Linked DNA regions of Triticum aestivum: region 1 is linked to region 2. The links are chromatin contacts, called in public Hi-C maps. All regions are on one chromosome and are shown on one strand. The core of a region is the stretch at or near the end of the contact, and the rest is flanking DNA. Distances in the headings are between cores, read along the strand shown.

Evidence for each region. A called contact is a pair of places that touch in the nucleus more often than the background predicts.
Region 1: a contact with region 2 is called in a Hi-C map of leaf, with 4 times the contacts expected there. The contact joins the promoter of LOC101290656 here to the promoter of LOC123112596 in region 2. A contact is called at or near these places in 3 of 5 Hi-C or Micro-C datasets (leaf and root).

The regions. Positions count from the first base shown.
Region 1 is chr1B:143,974,333-143,977,757 of IWGSC CS RefSeq v2.1, forward strand. It overlaps LOC101290656 (protein O-glucosyltransferase 1), which reads left to right and starts at 1,673. Exons shown (of 4, transcript XM_044533666.1): 1 at 1,673-2,020; 2 at 2,240-3,031; 3 at 3,113-3,177; 4 at 3,298-3,425. The coding sequence starts at 1,889.
Region 2 is chr1B:143,795,839-143,799,404 of IWGSC CS RefSeq v2.1, forward strand. It overlaps LOC123112596, which reads left to right and starts at 1,453. Exons shown (of 3, transcript XM_044533627.1): 1 at 1,453-1,758; 2 at 2,267-2,481; 3 at 3,549-3,566. The coding sequence starts at 1,566.

The DNA of each region.
Region 1 (3,425 bases), core at 423-2,922, 180 kb after region 2:
ATTTGACTAATTTGGCCACTTATACTTCCGCGGACTCATTCAAACAGCATTCGGGTATTTCCACTTTAACCTTCATTTGTGTATGTTGTGTACCTCGAATTATGTGATCAGATGTATATGATTGGTGGGCCACGTCTGACATGGCGGACTGCCCAGACACCCTCGTTTATATCCTCCTATATGGGTTGAGTTTGAGGATTTGAATACGGCCTGAACATATGATAAGAATTTGGGGGGGTCCTATTAGGTGGTCTTTTTCTATTCTCCCGGGCCATGTCTAGACTATCCACATGGACATATGATGATTGTTTGAGGAGTCCGATTGAAGATGCTCTAACAAGTCAAGTTTGATACACAAACAAGTCAATACTAGAGAATGGAAATAAAATACACAAATTTAGGCAAGATAGAAATGCTTAATTTATAGCCTAATTGATAACTATATATTTCAAGTAATCCAATGGAAAACTTCTATTCAATACTTATTCTAGTGTCTATGAAGTATTTGAGTGTTTCTGGTTTACGAAATACTTATATTTTAAAATTGTCTCTCTCTCTATCTCCAATATATCTTCACTCCTCTCTTATATATGTCTGTAACAGAAAATCACATTTAAGTAAATGAATACTCTGGAACTTCTTGAGCTTCTTTGTCTAGGGGCTCTTGTTATGACTCTAAACAAAGAAGCTAAAGATGATGGTCTATAGCGGACTCATATTTGAGGCGCCAGCCGGTTCATCGGGGTGATTGCGTGCTGTTGTTGGGGTACAACAGGATGGTGATCTATAGCAGACTCCTGCAAGTCGGATGCGAGTTTTCCAAACCCAAAATTCATGGTGGGTGCACGTCGAATTTTGTGGACTTGCGCTAGCTAGCAGCGTCTTCTTCCCTAATAATATATGTTCTTGATTGGATGTTTGGTAGGGGCGTAGGGCAATGTTTCCTTGGGAGTCCTTCCTTGGACATTTTCTCAAGGAGAATTAAGCTTAACTCGGGTCTCATGCGAGTTGATTGGTATCTCTGCCCTTAATGTTAGCCTGCCATATTAGGTTCCACAGTTTCCCCCCACCATCAGGAGCTCCACTATGTTGACCCGTATCTGCAACATGATTGCACTCGTTGAATGTCATTCTATATGCACCCCTAACCAAAAAAAAAAAAAAAAAAAACTCTATTCTTCTCATTGTGTCAAGCAATGAGGTCATCCCATGCCAATAATGGAATACACATGATAAGCACAGCATGGGCGTCATGAGGAGTGGATAGCTGGAACAAGACGTTCGGCACCCATTTGAGCCTCGATCTGTTCCCTTTTCCGGATATGATATAGTACTAAGTTGTAGTACATCATGATGATGCAGGGCCCATTAAAACCATTAGAAAACGTATTATTATTTTTGACATGACATTTTGGTATTGATAATAATAAAGAAGGCGGGTACACCATCTCAAAAAAGAAACTACTGATAAAGAAGTTTGGATACCCTTTGGGTGGCCGGGACTCCATCTTCCCCCCTTTTTGTGGCAACCACTCAAGATCGGAGTACCGAAGATTTGGTAATTACAACATGTTTTATATTGATATAAAAAATGATAGTGGCAGTTAATTTAACGTGGTTGGGGCCTAAGACCGGGTAAACCTCACCCTTGTAACAAACTTTCAAAAGAAGAAAACCAGAGAGAAACGTTGGATGGTTGTGGCATGCAGCAGATAGCAGTCGATCGATCGATCGATCGACTTTCAGTTGCACAATTTGAGGGGAGGATGCCAAGAATGGCGCAGGATCTTATCAGTCCACACCTGCACTCGTCACCTCCCACTTCCTCCTCCACTTGCACTCGCACTACGTCCGCTCGTTCCGCCGTCTCCGGCCACCTGCGTGCTCCATGGGCGGCTACACGACGGAGGGCGGCGGCGCCCGTGCCGCCCGCGCCGGACGGTACCCTCCCCTCGCCTCCCTCGTCGTCTCCACCATCGCCGCCTTCTCCGCCGTCATCGTCATCGCCGTCCTCCACTCGGTTCGTCGTGTCCCCGTTGATTCTTCCATTTCTTGGGTTCCCGTCCGGTTCTCTGCGGATCGGGTGGAATTGCGAAGTTCTCTCGATATTGATCACGACGAACAATGCGAATCTCTCTCGCGTGCTTCGTCGACTCGTTTCATGTCGATTGACACCTTTCGTGTATGCATCCACGTCGATGGTGACCATGGTTTCTCGGCGCGGTGATTAATGTTGCAGGCGTACGACGACGCGCTGTCCCGGACGCGGACGCTGCTGGGGCACAACCTGGAGCCGACGCCGTGGCACCCGTTCCCGCACGACAAGGGCCGCCCGCCGCCGCGCGCCGCGCTCCGGTGCGCCTCCTACCTCTCCTGCCTCCCGCCGCTCTCGCAGCCGAAGCCAGCGGCGGCGGCGGCCAACGCGTCGCGGCCGCGGCAGTGCCCGTCCTACTTCGCCGCCATCCGCCGCGACCTGGCGCCCTGGCGGCGGCGCGACGGCGGCGGCGGCGGCATCACGCGCGCGCTCCTCGAGTCGGGCCGCTACCGCGCGTCCATGCGCGTCACCATCACGGGCGGCGGGACGCGGCTGCACGTGGACCTCTACTACGCCTGCGTCCAGAGCCGCGCGCTCTTCACCGTGTGGAGCCTGCTGCAGCTCATGCGGCGGTACCCCGGCCGCGTCCCGGACGTGGACCTCATGTTCGACTGCATGGACCGGCCCGCCATCAACCGCACGGAGCACACCGGCGAGGGCGCGCCGCCGCCGCCTCCCCTGTTCCGCTACTGCACCACCCGCGACCACTTCGACATCCCGTTCCCGGACTGGTCCTTCTGGGGCTGGCCGGAGACGCACATCGAGCCGTGGACCCGGGAGTTCAGGAGCATCAAGCAGGGCTCCAGGCGGGTGAAGTGGCCGGACAGGGTGCCCACGGCGTACTGGAAGGGCAACCCGGACGTGGCGTCGCCACTACGACTCGCTCTGCTCGCCTGCAACGACACCAACCTGTGGCGAGCCGAGATCATGCGCCAAGTAATCCATCGTCCATCTCTATCCATTTGAATGCACGTGTGGCGAGCCGAGATCGAGCTGAACAATCACATTTTCATGCAGAACTGGGAGGAGGAGGCCAAATCCGGGTACCAGAACTCCAAGCTCTCCAGCCAGTGCACGCACCGGTAAACCGCCTTCGTCTTCTAGCTCTGTCCATCCATGGGGGCAATGGCGTGCCGATTCTCGTGCTCCGACCGATGGACCAGCTCACGCTAACGTGTTTATGATGGGCGGGCGCGGCGCAGGTACAAGATCTACGCGGAGGGGTTCGCGTGGTCGGTGAGCCTCAAGTACATCCTGTCGTGCGGGTCCATGGCGCTGCTGATCGACCCGCTGTACCAGGACTTCTTCAGCCGGGGGCTGGAGCCGCGGG
Region 2 (3,566 bases), core at 203-2,702:
CCATTCAATATTCTCTGCGGAAGACAGACCCATGGACATGCGGTCACGTATGTACTTGCGAAGCATTGGAAATCGCATGCTCTCTGAAAAGCTGACCACACTCAGCTTGAGCTGTGGTTTGATTTCTTTCCCAGGAAACTCAGTAATGCCTTTGTAAATTTGGAAGAGCGCATAACCTCCTAAGTTAATGCTACTGAATTCAGAACCCAGTTGGTTATAGTTGCCAGTAAAACCAAGTGATCTTAAATTGGTTCCTGCAATTTCTCCACGCTGTTGCATCTCTAGATAGATATCTTTAAATAGGTACCACTTGCCTTTTCGGTGAAAACCATCAGAATACAGATTATGGAAGGAAAACAATAGTCTAACTGGATCAGTGTTATTGCGCACCCAGTGTTGTGGAGCGAGTAGCACAATAATGAATTTGCCTGCACCCTGGGGCAAGCTTAAAATACCTTCCACCATCCCATTCTGCTGTCCATTCACTTGACCCCAAAGCTGTCTGATATGCTGGATAATTTCATCAAGCAGAGCGTCATAATTACTGCTCATGGTCTCAGGATCCTCGTCCAGCTGCAAGTGGAATGTCGGGGAGTTCTGCAAGTGAAGATTATATAACATGAGCGTAGGATCCAACCATGCAATCAATCGGTAGAAGATACCAATTTATGTTGATGAGATGGTTTAAGGCCGTAAGATCCCATCATCATGTAAAAGTATATGAAGGATAAACAGTATTATCTAGTACTATTTCGTTTGCCAGCAACTTGCGTTTGCTGTATATCGTCCCAATCAATCATCATATATATAACAATAATAAATGCAACAATAAATGTAGGAAATCCGTACGGAACCAAACAAACGCACACGTGACACGAAATCTGCGAGAAATCCAATCCCAGCCAGCCCTACTAACCCAACGCCCCCTACTTGATGGGGGAAATAATCGGACCATGAACTGATTCCAAACCGCACGGACCGCAATTAATAAATAAAGTGATTAAGGCCCAGGATTAAGAAAGGTGGGTTTTGTGCGGAGGCCCATGAGAAAAACGAGGAGGGGGGCGGGGAGAGTGGAGGGGGGTGGCACCTCAAAAGGATCCATGCCGCCAATGCTGGTCCGCCGATCGTCGAACCTCAGCAGATCGTACCAGATTCGGCTAGGGTTTTGCCGGAGGAGCGAGGTTTTTCTGGCTGAGAACGATGGTGAAGCAAGCCGCGCGCCGGTGCGTGTGTGTGTGTGTGTTGAGGGAAGGCAGCGTTTTTCGTTGTCTTGTCCTTGGTTGGGGGGTGATCGTGAGGGCTACTATGGGCCAGAATGGCCCAACGAGTCCAACACGATGATGCCCACTGTGTTGGACGACACACAGTGAATGGGCCTAGGCCTCTGACCGTCGAGCGCGCGCCTAAAAGGGCCCAAGTTGTGATATGATATGGCTCCTCTTTCTATTTCGAGATCCCCGACTCGTCCATCTTTCTCAACTAAAAAAAAACTCTTGGATCGACCAAACCCTAGAGAGAGAGAGAGAGAGAGAGAGAGAGAGAGAGAGAGAGAGTCCTCTTCCATGGCCGGCGGCGATTCTTCTCCCGTGGCGGCGGCTGCTGCGGCGAGAAAGTGGGAGTGGGACCAAGAAGAGTATCGGTGCGAGTCGCCGGAGGATTCATTGGACCCGCGATACAGCGAGTACGACCCCAAGCAGGGTCGTTTCATATACGTCCGCTACTTCTTCAACGGCAAACTCGACCTGGACGAGGAGTGTACGTTCCAATCCAATCCAATCCCCCTTAATATGCATCTCGTTATGTTCGGTTAAACCTCTTTTGGAGGTGGATTTTGATTCATAGCAGATTTTATCCTCCCCAATCCACTCAAATCCCCTTCATACCCCTCCCCTTGCAACAGAACAAGCCTATCCATCCTTGTTGCTTCGTTGTGCATGTCTAATTCATTTCAATTCAAACACCAGTCAGTCAGTGTCATTCATTCATCAAAATAAATCTGAAGGTTACTTTCACTTTCTGCTAGATTTATTCGGAAGCAAAGGCTGCCACTTTCAAATTCATTCCTCAATTAGGCTCGGTTTACACCTACATACTCCCTCCGTTCCGAATTACTCGTCTCTGAAATGAATGTATCTAGAACTAAAATACATCTAGATACATCCATACGTGTGACAAGTAATTCGGAATGGAGGGAGTACATACATACATACTCTTTTGTTACTCTCTTTGATTGATTTATATGCGTTTTCTTCTCATTTGACAGCACCTGTTGGTCCCATGCGACATACTGGTAAAATCTTCAAAGAGGGATTCCGGCTCAAAAATTCAGTCAATGTTGTTTCCATCAAGATTGTTTCCTCTGACTATGGCTACCCACTCTATGTCTACGGTACCATCATAGCCAGGGACAGTCTGGATCGAAAATGTGTCTATATATTCCGGCGCGACCAGGATGATTGCCAGCTCATCACCTCAAAGGTATTACTGCCACAGACACATACAATATATCAATGTGTGTTTTCTTGTACTGGTACCTCATATCAGTCCTCTGGTTTAATAAAAAAACTGCTGATTTCCTGACGGTGAAATTTTGAGTTAAGTTGTGCACAACGTCTATCAATGATTACTTATGAATGTTGTATGTCAGTAATCCATATTTGGGATTTGTATGTTATACTTGAATAACGGATCTAGTTTTGTATCTGTTCCATACTCGAATGTACACATACTTGAGCCAACCAGCGAATCTGTATTGGATACCGTATCAGATACCGATTTGCCTCCGATACTCCCCCTATGCGTATCCATGGAGGATCCTTGAATAAATGATTTAAAAGAATTACAATACTCCCCCGATACTTGCCAATACGTTTTGGATACGGCCCAGCCCAGCCCTCTCAACCCAGTAAAGAAGCAATCAGCAACCCTAGTACCCCGATGGCCCCCATCTGTTCCCTCCCAAGTTTCTTTCCTCCTTCTCAAGCTCACACCAGGTGGTGGCTGTTCACCCAGTGCCAGCGGCTAGCCGGCGACGAGCTGCCCCTCCTCCTCACCAATGTCCTTGCTCAGGCGAGGCTAGTAGCTGCATGCTCAGGAGAGCAAACATGAAAGTAATATGCTGTTCCTAAGTTCTATACTTTATTTTTGAATTAAAAAATAGTAAAATGTATCCCCGTATTGGCACTTTTTCAGAATGGCGAATTTACGTATCCATATTGGCCCGATACCGATACTCGTATCCTTATTGGTGCTTCGTAGGTTCCGTATGATGTTGATTTTAACGATACTTCAATTAGTTGTCTTATTATAGCGAATAGTGTTAGGAGCCAGGGGTTTATCATTTGCGTGCGTGAGTTCATGGCACTACAGCAATCTGCACAATAAGAAAAGGAGAAAAAATAACATGGGCACAGATGTAGCACAATTTTTCTGAGTCTAATTACCTTGTTTCGTCATTCAAAACATAGCTAAAAATTGAACCCCAAATATTCAATCAATTCCAGAAACAAGCATCTGGAATTTATCTATTCAAATTGGTCTTGCAGGATGATTCATTGATTTTG